3 separate regions of the Mus musculus genome follow, and all the other regions are linked to region 3. A link is a contact called in public promoter capture Hi-C data. All regions are on one chromosome and are shown on one strand. The core of a region is the stretch at or near the end of the contact, and the rest is flanking DNA. Distances in the headings are between cores, read along the strand shown. Region 1 holds the start of Lamp1 (lysosomal-associated membrane protein 1). Region 2 holds the start of Champ1 (chromosome alignment maintaining phosphoprotein 1). Region 3 holds the start of Gas6 (growth arrest specific 6).

Region 1 (3,785 bases), core at 91-2,590, 340 kb before region 3:
AGGTGTGGTGTGCCCTCAGAAGTCAGGAGAGGGCATCAGGCTCCCCGGAACTGGATAGTTGTGAACCATGTGAGTGATGGGACTGGAACCAAGGTCCTACACAAATGAGCCATCTCTCCAACCACTCTTATTCTCCGGTCACAGAATAAACTAGTCCACTACATAAACAGCTTTTAAGTTTTGTTACTGGGTCTACAATTCTGAGGAGGAAGAACTCAGCTTGAATGAAAAATCTGTTAACAGGAGGAATCCTCAAGCTAAAACTTGAGGACTTCAAGGTAGATCTGGTGGTCTCCGGCCTTTAGTCCCAGCACTCTGAAGGCAGAGGCAGGCTGATCTCTTGAGTCTGAGGCCAACCTGTCTAAGTAATGAGTTCTAGGATTGCCAGGGTTATATAGAGAGACCCTGTCTCCAAAACAATATAATAACATAAAAGCTCAGATTATTCATGCCATGGTGGCACACACCTGTAATCTCTGCGCTCCTGACAGGATGATTGCCCAGAGTGTGGGGCCAGCCTGGTCCATGCGAGTTCCAGGTCAACCTGGGCTTTAGGGTGACGCCATGTCCCCAAACATCAAACCAATCCTCGAGTTTTGAGTGTGACATTCACAAAAGAGGAAAATACTTTAGTATTGAACTCTTCATGGAAATAGTCATCTCAGGTAAGATGACCATCCACATGCCCTTAAGCAGCCAGGAATGGTCAAGAACACTGCGCCCACACACATCATCTGAGCACTCAGGAAGCAGAGGCGGGCTGATCTCTGAGTTTGAGGCCGGCTAAAGATATATTCTGAAATCCTATCTCTTAAAAAGTATCTTTTCCACATCTCCCACCATCTACGTATCCTAAAGGACTGTCCTCTGCCTGGATCACCGAATGGGACACATTCGGGGCTGACCCTAGACACTAGTATGTGAGCCTGAAAGTGGAGGTCAGCCTGGGCCTGGGGCACGGGTCTAGATGGGAATACCCACCTCGAAATGGATATGCACACTGTCCTGGGATGTAAACACTGGTATTGACCTAGACATGGCTCTCAACCAAGACTACCACTGGGCTGCAGGCCTTCAGGGGCTTGGACCTGAACTGTGGCATGTAGCTGGCCTACGGGGCTCAGTCCAGCCTTCATGGCTTCCTGTTTCCATCTTCACTTTCTCCGACAGCGTTTCTCCTTCCCTTACTCAAAGCCACAACCTACTTTCCATTTCGGGACACTCGGGAGAAAGGCCGTGGGGGGGGGGGGGGGAAGGGGGTGGGGAGAGGGCAAGATATCACGTGGTCCAGCGCCCACGTGATGCCGACTGGCACGTGACCACATCACGTGCGGAACGGAGCCTCCCGAAGAAGTGAGGAGTAAGCTGGCGGTCCACGGGCTCTCGCGAGACCCTCGGCTCACGTGACCGGCGGGCGCGGCACTGCTCACGTGACAGGCGCTGCCGGCCGCAGGGTCCTCTCCGTGCCGGCGCCGCAGCTGCGGGGCCTCTCGAGTCGGTGGACGCGCCCTCCCGCCGGCCTCGCCGCCCGCGCAACCGCCGTCCTCCGGCCTCGGCTGCGTCGCGCCATGGCGGCCCCCGGCGCCCGGCGGCCGCTGCTCCTGCTGCTGCTGGGTGAGCCCGAGAGGGAGGGAGAGAGAAGGAGGGCCGGGCGGGGTCGGTGTCTCGGGACGGACGGGAACAGAGCGGCAGGCCGGGCGGGGACGGGGCGCCCGGAGCCGCGGGCGTCAAGAAGGCCTCGAGCCGGCCCGCCCGCTCCGCAGTGGCGCTCGCCGCCTGGGAGCCCGTGCGGGCCTAAGGACGTAGGTGCGGGTTGGGAGCCCAGTCTGAGCCGCTCTGGAAGGAGCTGGGCTGGAGTTCCTGCCAGGCAGTGCTGCTGGCTCTGAGCTGCCTTGTGAGAGGACTGGGTGCTGCCTCGGACCCTGCCTGGGGTGCCGGGTGCCCTTCCTCGCCGCTGTATCCCGGCAACGCGGAGCGTTTCGCTGCGGTGCCAGCATCTTCAGGACGGGAGAGAGGTGGCTGGCCAAATCTCCTGGGCACAGAGGCTCACACCCCCAAATTCTGTGACTGTGACTTTATGGAATTCGTTTACCCTTTCTTTTATTTTGCTACTTGTGTGAACTCTCTGGTCCGTGAGAGGTGCGCTTACTCGGCGGTCTTAACCCAGAAGCCTTGCTAAGGGGACCTGTGACCCTTCACGGTTCAGGAGTTGTAGCTAATATACGAGTTGCCGAAACAAGTTCTGTTGTGTCAGAATGGCTTGGTAACTAGCTGGAGTTCAATCTCCAGCACAGCCAAAAACGACTTAAACCCTTAGACTGTTTTATACTTTTAAAATGGGGGGAGGGGTGTCTCACCACCACGCTGGCCTGAAACTCACAGGTTCAGGTTCTCGTAGTCTCTGCTTCCTAAATGCTGATTGGGATAAAATCCAAAGGACAGCCAGGTTAGGCCTCTTCATGTTTTTCAAACTACCTTGTGGCTTGCATAGTGGTTTATACCTTTAATCCTGAGCTAGTGTCAGGACGATCTCTTTAACAAGCCATTCTGGTCTATATAATGAGTTCTAAGACAGCCAGGACCGGAGACCCTGTTGCAAAAATGAAATAAATAAACGAATGAATGAATAAACTAAACTAATCAGTGGTGGCTCACACTTGTTAGACCGTGGAGGCTGAGGCAGGGGAATTTTAAGGTTGGGTCAGCCTGAGTTTGTAATCTAAGCACTTAGCAGGCTTATGTGGGAGACTTTCTGTGAATCGGAGGCCAACCTGGGCTACAAAGTGAGACACTGTTTCAAAGCAAAATCTAAGTGGAGAGGGAAAGTCTGTGACCCTGATTGAGTGCCCCTGTGCCATAAATTGTCCCAGCTTTCACAAAGGGACTTTAACAACTTAGACAGGATCTTGGTTGTGTGACTTCAAAAATAATTTTATCTTAAAAAAAAACCTCTGTAACGATGGGATTGTTAATTGTTCCTACATTAATTGCTATCACCTCCAAGCTGCTTAAGTGCTTAATAGACAACAGACTAGTGTGAACTGAAACTAGTATGTAGGATTGCTTAATGGAACTGTTCGGTTGTTAGGGCTAACCCTATGACCTTCCCCTTTCTGGATGAGCCTGGTCAGTCTAGAAGTATGAGAAGTCTAATTAAAGTTATCCTGGATTGTGGGACCTTGAATTCTTCACTAGATTGGTGGTCCAGCGGTTCAGTAGTCTTGTAATTTTGAGTTCATATTCTGTTAGACCCAACTTAGATATTGTTATCTTGACCTGGCCCTTTTTTGTTTTGCTTTGTTTTTGTTTGTTTGTTTGTTTGTTTTAGTGTATATGAGTACACTGTAGCTGTCTTCAGACAGACCTCTGGACATTGTATCCCATTACAGATGGTTGTGAGTCACCATATAGTTGCTGGTGATTGAGTTCAGAAATTCTGGAAGAGCAGTCAGTGCTCCTAACTCCCAAGCCATCTCTGCAGCCCAACCTGGCCTTTTGTGGACACATAAACTGTGGCACCTGTCCTGGAGTGGCCTGTCTCCTCTGCTCTCTTTCGAGCCCCCAGTCCTGACATATGGGATTGCATGGTGCTTTCATAAAGTGCCAGGTTTACAGCAGTAGTCCTGAACTGGATTTTTCTAGAAGAAGAAACACTTGTCACTTTTCTCCCACAACATTCTACATAGCTTGCCCCAGCCTTATGGAAGGTAGGTAGCCAGCAGGGAGAGAGTCGTGCCTCTAGAGGTGCTAGTTCAGTGTGTGGGGTAGAACTTTGGCCATTTGTT
Region 2 (3,624 bases), core at 507-3,006, 380 kb after region 3:
TTCTCTGGAAGGGCAGCCAATGCTCTTAACTACTGAGCCATTGCTCAAGTCCTTCCTGGCTTAATATGCAACAGAACCTTAACAAGCAAAATCATCTGTCCACTACAGTATAATTCTCACAATGGGGTTCTCCAGCCAGAAGCAGTTCTGGTGCCTTCTGGGCACTTGCTAGATTCCTCAGACCTGCCTCAGGACTCAGCATCAGATGCTGTCAGCCTGGGGCCCTGGCCTTATTCTTCAGAGCACTAGGATATCTGTAGAGAGCCTCAACAGAGGGATTTTCTGCATCAGATTGACTATTGGACATTTTTTTTTTTAGTATAGAATAGAGTTTATTCAGGGCATGGGGAGGGGAGTTAAGAGGGTAGCAGAGGCAGAGAGAGGCAGAGAGAAGGAGAGAGCAGAGAAGCAGAGGCCAGCCATGAACATATGGAGAGAAAGGGGAAGGGAATGGGGAGAGATGAGGAACAAGGGGGCGAGAGGCAAGAGAGGCAAGAGTGTAAGAGCACTAGTGGGCATTTTTGTGGAGCATTTTCTTGATTGCTAACTTATGTGGGGAGACCCCCACACACTGGGGGCTGTTCCGTACCTGGGCAGGTGGGCCTAGGCTGTATAAGGAAGGTAACAAGCCATCTAGAAGAAAGCCAGCTAGGAATAGCACCAAGGTCTCTGCTTACTCAAGGTTCCTGCCTTGAGTTTCCTCAGTATCTTATAAAGTAAACCCTTTCCTCCCCTAAGTTCCTTGAAGGTGCCAAACATCCTCACTTAGAATAACAAGGGTTAGACTTCCAGCACCTCAAAAATTGAAAACAAGTTGGGCAGTGGTGGCACTCATTTTTTTTTTTGTTTGTTTGATTTTTTTTGTTTTTCTAGACAGGGTTTCTCTGTATAGCCCTGGCTGTCCTGGAACTCACTTTGTAGACCAGGCTGGCCTCAAACTCAGAAATCTGCCTGCCTCTACCTCCCGAGTGCTGGGATTAAAGGCGTGCACCACCATGCCTAGCGGCACTCACCTTTAATCCCAGCACTTGGGATCAAGAAGTGTGCTTGCTGACTCTTAGACAGTGACTGTTGGTGCAAACGGTCATGGATTCCCAAAAGTGGGTTAGGAATGCTTGTGGTGGCTCGTGCCTTTGAGCCCAGCACCTGAAAGGAGGCAGAGACAGGTGGATATCAGGGCTACATAGGGAGAGACGGTCTTAAAAAAAAACAAAGTCACTAATGTGTTATGTGTCAGACAGCGTGGGATGCTTAAATAAGGTGGCCCTGGGTTCATTTCTATCATCATTCAAGTCCAAAATGCAAGGAATCAAACCACTACCACCACCAATAACAACAAAAAGGCAAAAGCTTAAGAAATTACATAGGTGTATAAAGTAAGGTAAACTAGGTCCTCACAATCTTTCAAAGCAAACAGACTAATACTAAAACTAAAAGTGAATACATTTCAATTGCAATTGAAGCCAATTTTTAGAGTTTTGTGTTTGGAGACATGAAACCTGTTTACTGCCTTCGAAAAGCTTTGTATTTGCCTTGTATTTCTAGTTTAGACAGTATGTCTTATTGGAATGAATGAATGAACGCATCCTTATTAGGAAGGAACAAATCAAAAGACAAAAATAATCAAAACGAACCTACCAAACAAACAAACAAACAAAAAACCCAAACAATCAAAAGAGGGGTTAAGCAAAGAGACAGAAGCCCAGGCCTGGGGCTGGGCCCTTGCTTCCTCCGGCACAGCCCAGCTGGGAACCTTAGGGGCCGGGGGAAGGGGGCGACCCGGAGGCACGCGACGGCACTTCCGGTGCGAGCGCGCGGTACTTCCCGGCTGGTCCTGCGTCCAGCCGCCATTCCCGAGGCCGCACAGCCAGCCCAGAGTTTCCTGTGGGCGTTTCCTCCTCTTCACTTCAGGACGCCTCGCCGGATGGTGAGGAGCGGGCGGGCGGGCGCCTCGGTACGGGCTGCAGGGTTCGGCGGGAGGGCGGGCGCCGTGGTGCGCTTGGCGCGGCCTGGAGGCCGGAGCGCCCGGTGGCCTCATCCTTGCTCTCCGCCTCCGGGGCCAGCCTTGTGTTTTTCTTGCGTGGCGGCGCACAGGATGGGAGGGGGCGGTATCGGTCTGGAATCTGCTTTAGGGCTGCTGTCCCGAGGCTCCGAAGGTCTCTGGACGTGGACCGTATCCGGGCTTAGCCTCGCCCAGGTACCCTTTCGGATGGATGGCTGCAGCCTAGCGGGGTGTTTTCCCGAGAAAGGGCCAGCGCTTTGGCACTTGACTGTGGAGTGTAAACCGGTGCCAATCTAGTATTCCCAAACATTTAATTAATCTAAAGATCGCTCGGTGCCCAGAAGTTCTACCCCCAGGTCAACGGATCTTGCTTGTCAAGAACACAAGGAACTCAGAGCCATTAGCTACACTGTTAGTGGCACACACGTGGCCATGCACTGTCTCTCCTGTAAACTGTGGATCTCCTAAATTAGGCTGACGCTGCGGCTCGATGGTGAGCCCGTGCTTAGCAAGAGTGAGGCCTTGGGTTCCATCCCAGGACTTGGGAACAAAAAAGTGACACTTGTTACAAATTAGCTCACTGATCAACACAAGTTGTTAATGGAATTGGAAAACGTGTAGAAACGTAAGGGTTATTTGTGCTTTGTGTTGTTGTTGTTGTAGTTTTTAAAGAAAAACAACCAGTCAAAAATGTATAACCTTAAAAAAAAAGGCTATTCATAAAGAACAGTCTTATGGGCTGGAGAGATGGTGGCTCAGTGGTTGGGAGCACTGACTGCTCTTCCAAAGGCCCTGAGTTCAGATCCCAGTGACCACGTGGTGGCTCACAACCATTTGTAAGACAGCTACAGTGTACTTATATATAATAAAATAATAATAAGAAAAAACAGTCTTGGGCTGGAGAGATCACTCAATGGTTAAGAGGTCTGACTGCTCTTCCAAAGGTCCTGAGTTCAAATCCCAGCAACCACATGGTGGCTCACAACCATCTGTAATGAGATCTGATGCCCTCTTCTGGGGTGTCTGAAGACAGCTACAGTGTACTTATGTATAATAATGAATCTTTTTTTAAAAAAAGAAAGAACAGTCTTATTAGTATATACGTAGACTAATAGTGCCAACATCCTAGGTTGCTTTCTGTTGCTGTGATCAAAAAACACCTGTGGGGAGGAAAGGATCAATCTCATCTTACAGGTTATAGTCCATTGTTGAGGGAATTAAGGGCAGGAACTCAAGCAGAAAACACAGAGTAGAGCTGTGTTCTAGCTTGTTCCCAAACTCACAATTCAGTTCCCTTTCTTATACAGCAAAGGCCTACACACCTAGGGACAGTACCTGCTACCGTGGGCTGTGCTTCCCACATCAATCATAAATCAAGAAAATGCTCCACAGATGCCTATTAAATCACTATGATGGAGACAGTTCTTCAGGTGAGGTTCCTGTATCCCAGGTGTGTTAAGTTGGCAACTAGTGTAGCTTACATATCCACTAAGCTCACACATGTTCTGTGTTGGAGTTTTAACATAAAACATATATCAAAGTGTATTTTTAAGGGACTATCAAGACCAGGTATGGTGACTCGATGCCTTTCGTCCAAGAACTCGGGAGGCAGGGGAAAGTGG
Region 3 (3,614 bases), core at 38-2,537:
CCACCCGCCCGTATGCATGTTCTTAGCACAATTCCAGCCATCGTATTTTTGGACCTGCTGCAGCAAGCAATTCCAGCTTTGAGATCTTTCAATTCCTCTTTCAGGAAAACCCTGGGTCCCTCCGGAGGAAGACCAAAGAGGAGCCCCACCCCTCACCTCCAATCCAATAAAGGGACTGGCAGTCTTAGGAAGCCTTTGAGTTTCAAATCACTGCGGATTTTTCCCACGGGTACTTTCTTTTCGAGGGTAGGGGAAGATTTAGTTTCAGAGTCTACTGAAGGGATCTCAGTGGAGCCCACTCAAGGATACGCTTTCTACTCCTGAAGAGGAGAGGACTTGTGGGTCAACTGAGAAACTTGGGCTCAAGAATGGAGAAGTGCAAGGGGGTGCGAAGAAGGCTCAGTGTCTAAGAGTTCTGGGGTGCACGTGGTGGTGCGGTCCACACAAGGATCCTTACATCTCCAGAAAGGATGTTTGGGATTCGACAGTCCCCGGGTCTCCTGGACCCTCACAGGGTGGGAGTCGGAACTTGCGGCCCCCAAAAGTATGGGTTCTGGGACGCCCAGGACCCACCCCGCGACCCCTGGCGCACGCTCACCGTCTCGGGGTCGTTCTCGAACACCTCTCTGGCCTCCTCTTTGCTGCACACCTCCTCCACGCACTCCCGTTCCAGGTGGCCCTGCTTGGCCTCCTCGAAGACTTGGTAGGCGCGGCGCTGCCTGGGCCGCAGAAACTGCGCCGCCTCACGCGCCCGCAACAGCACAGCTGCAGAAAGAAGGGTGTACGGTCAACCTACACCCACTCGGGGCTGGAATGTAGGGGGTCTGGGATGCTGGGGATCGTAATGCCTGTGTGTCTGGGATGCTCCGGGTCCGTGATGCCTAGAGCTCAGAGGTCCGGGGACAGGATGCCAGGGTGTCTGGGGTACCCGGCACCAGGATGCTGCGCCGGGGTACAGGCCTGGAGCCCCACACCACGGGGTAGTGGGTTTGGGGGACCCCTGCGGTACTCACTGTGAGAAGACTCGGAAGCCAGCAGGAGCAGCAGAAGCGCAGTGCCCAGGGCGGCGGCGGGCCCGGGCGGTGGCGGCATGGCGAGGCCGGTGCCGGGGAGCCTAGCAGCCGGGAGCGTGCGGTCAGAGCACCCGGGAGGCTGAAGCGAGGCGCGGACGCCGCGAGACACGGGCTCCGGTCATCCTGGCTAAGCGACGGTGAAGGTCACATCCCTGCGGCGGCAGCGCCGCACCCGGCGCTCGCTGCGGTTCTGGGCCGTGAAGGAGGCAGCGGGTGAGGGCGGGGCTTAGGGCGGGTGGGGGTGGGGCCTAGTGTGAGTAGGGCGGGGCCTTTGGGGGCGGGGCCGAGCTGGGTGAGGCAAGGCAGGCTGACTGGTTCGACTCCAGTATCCTCAAAATTTCACTGCTAGAATGCGGTAAAATGAAAGGAGAATTGTATCTGGGCATCTGCCCAGGTACAATTTGACCGTTTTCTATCCTCCTCTGCAGACATCGTTTTCGGAATCTTCATTCTTGGGCACATTTTCTAAAGAGATGCAACATCCACTAAGGAAACAATAACTGTGGCCACACCCAGTGGCGTGGAGGTCCACGGTGCAAGATGTTATTCCCTCTGAAATCTGATTTCCACACCACAGGCTGAAAGCAGCATTGTGTATTTTCCAGTACCAAAGCTTTCTGGCTCTTGTCTCAGGGCACTTTGCAAGGTCATAGATGCACACACACACACACACACACACACACACACACACACCTTGCAGACCAATCACAGAATGCAGATATGCAGCAGCCTGCCAAAACCCAATAGGGTAGATGTTCCTGAGACATCCTTACCTCAGCATTTTGATAGAAAAGGATAAGGAGTCACCCTCCCCCTCTTTTCTGGGTGAATGCAACCCAGATTCTTGGGAGCACACAAGGTCAATACTGGTGGAATTCTTCTTTAAGGTCATCCGTTTGAAGGTGGGGCTAACAAATATCTTAATTTCAGAGAAATGACTGCCATGGGAATCATCTTGAAAGGGAATTAAAAATTGGATAAGCTGTGCCTGCTTCCAGACCAGAATCACGGCACTCCCAGGAAACCAAGCCAAGAACTTCAGAAGCCAGAGAGCACCCCGAATTTCCTAAGGCTGCCCCAGGCCTACAGACACCATGTGCTTGGAATGAATATTTGCCGTATTAATTTTCTGCTCTTTCTTAAGAAGGAACACTGTTTTCAAAAGTGGTGTTGGTTATTCACGAACACTCATTCCAAGCCAAGTAGAGGTCCGCCATTTCTGAAGGTTCTGAGGAACGGGCATGGGTGGAGGTCAGGTGGTTTGCATGTCTGCAGTTGCTGCTGCCTGTACACCTGTGGAAGGTTGGAGGAAAGATGATTTGATTTTTCTAGTTACTTGAATCCCTTCCTCCCCCCTCCCCCCATGAGAGACAGCTTCTCTGGCTTCTATGGTGTGGTCGTGACTCAGACAACCAGGACCCAGCACCACCTCAGCTCGATGGAGTTATCCAGATCTTTTGGCTTCCTTTAGCCTTGACCTCAGTCTCCCCTACATTCCCAGTGCATTCTTTCTGCTGGGCATCCCAGTAAAGATGCCTCACATTATACAGACCGTTGGTTTAATGAAGAGAGAGCATCCTCCTGGATTTGGCTTAGAAAACAGAGCAAAGAGGAAGCAAATGTGGAGGGAAGTGGAAGGCTGGATGGAGGGCACTCAACCGAGTCATCAACACAAACAAACAACAAACAAAACAAATGAAACAAACAAACAAACAAACAAACAATTCCCTTTCCAAGGCAGCCATGGGAAACCTGTAAGAAACGACCCGGGTAAATATTTCACATTTGAAGTGCCCTGCAATGGAAATGGTGAGGCTCAGCCCCACAGGGCAGGAGGTTGGAGCCATCTGGGGTGTTGCGAATGATCTGGCTACAGAAAGGAAAGCTGGTTGCTTCTCTTGTCAGGAATAAGCTCAGGTGGGCTGTGGAGATTGGGTGGAAGCATTGTGTCTGGATGGAACCAGTTCTGCACAGTCCCCAAGGCCACTTCTCTGTGCAATACACTTGAACTGAGATTGCTCTTGTTCTTCTTTAAAATGAGTTGTCCTGGAAACAAACCAACATTCAGTTTGGTTTCTGTTTGGGGTTCGATAGCCTTATCGATATATGGAAATGCCTTTAAGTTGTGTCTATAAGATAGCTTTTGATGTACCTGAGGCCCAGGTGTTTACCTGTGTAGCAAGATGACACAGCAGGATCCAAAGAGTGCCTGTCCCCTTTGCTAATTCTTCCTTCCCAATGTCCCTCCCATCCCCTGTGTTCCCATAGTCTAGAAAACAGCTTCTGCTACTACAGATTAACTCATAATTTCTAGCATTACATAAATCTATATTAACCACATTTTTTGCTTGGCCTTTTCAACCAGCATATTTTCATTTTTGCTCACTATATTCAGTTTTATGGATATACTTATTGATGAACATTAGAGGTTTTTTAAAAAAAGATTTATTTCTTTATTTTATGTGTATGAGTACACTATAGCTGTATTCAGACACACCAGAAGAGGGCATCGGATCCCATTACAGATGGTTGTGATCTGGA

Evidence for each region. Promoter capture Hi-C pulls out the DNA fragments that hold promoters and counts their contacts.
Region 1: a contact with region 3 is called in a promoter capture Hi-C map of liver, with 3 times the contacts expected there. The contact joins the promoter of Lamp1 here to the promoter of Gas6 in region 3. A contact is called at or near these places in 1 of 39 promoter capture datasets (liver) and 1 of 115 datasets of contacts at active chromatin or transcription factors (pancreatic cancer cells).
Region 2: a contact with region 3 is called in a promoter capture Hi-C map of hippocampal neurons, with 4 times the contacts expected there. The contact joins the promoter of Champ1 here to the promoter of Gas6 in region 3. A contact is called at or near these places in 4 of 39 promoter capture datasets (the 3T3-L1 cell line, the C10 cell line, cranial neural crest and 1 more) and 1 of 115 datasets of contacts at active chromatin or transcription factors (bone marrow-derived macrophages).

Annotation. Positions count from the first base shown.
Region 1 is chr8:13,157,821-13,161,605 of GRCm38.p6, forward strand. It overlaps Lamp1 (lysosomal-associated membrane protein 1), which reads left to right and starts at 1,341. Exons shown (of 9, transcript NM_010684.3): 1 at 1,341-1,614. The coding sequence starts at 1,569.
Region 2 is chr8:13,867,885-13,871,508 of GRCm38.p6, forward strand. Champ1 (chromosome alignment maintaining phosphoprotein 1) reads left to right here and starts at 1,757. Exons shown (of 2, transcript NM_181854.2): 1 at 1,757-1,927.
Region 3 is chr8:13,493,248-13,496,861 of GRCm38.p6, forward strand. It overlaps Gas6 (growth arrest specific 6), which reads right to left and starts at 1,288. Exons shown (of 15, transcript NM_019521.2): 1 at 1,014-1,288; 2 at 599-765. The coding sequence starts at 1,092. It also overlaps a transcript of Tmem255b not described here.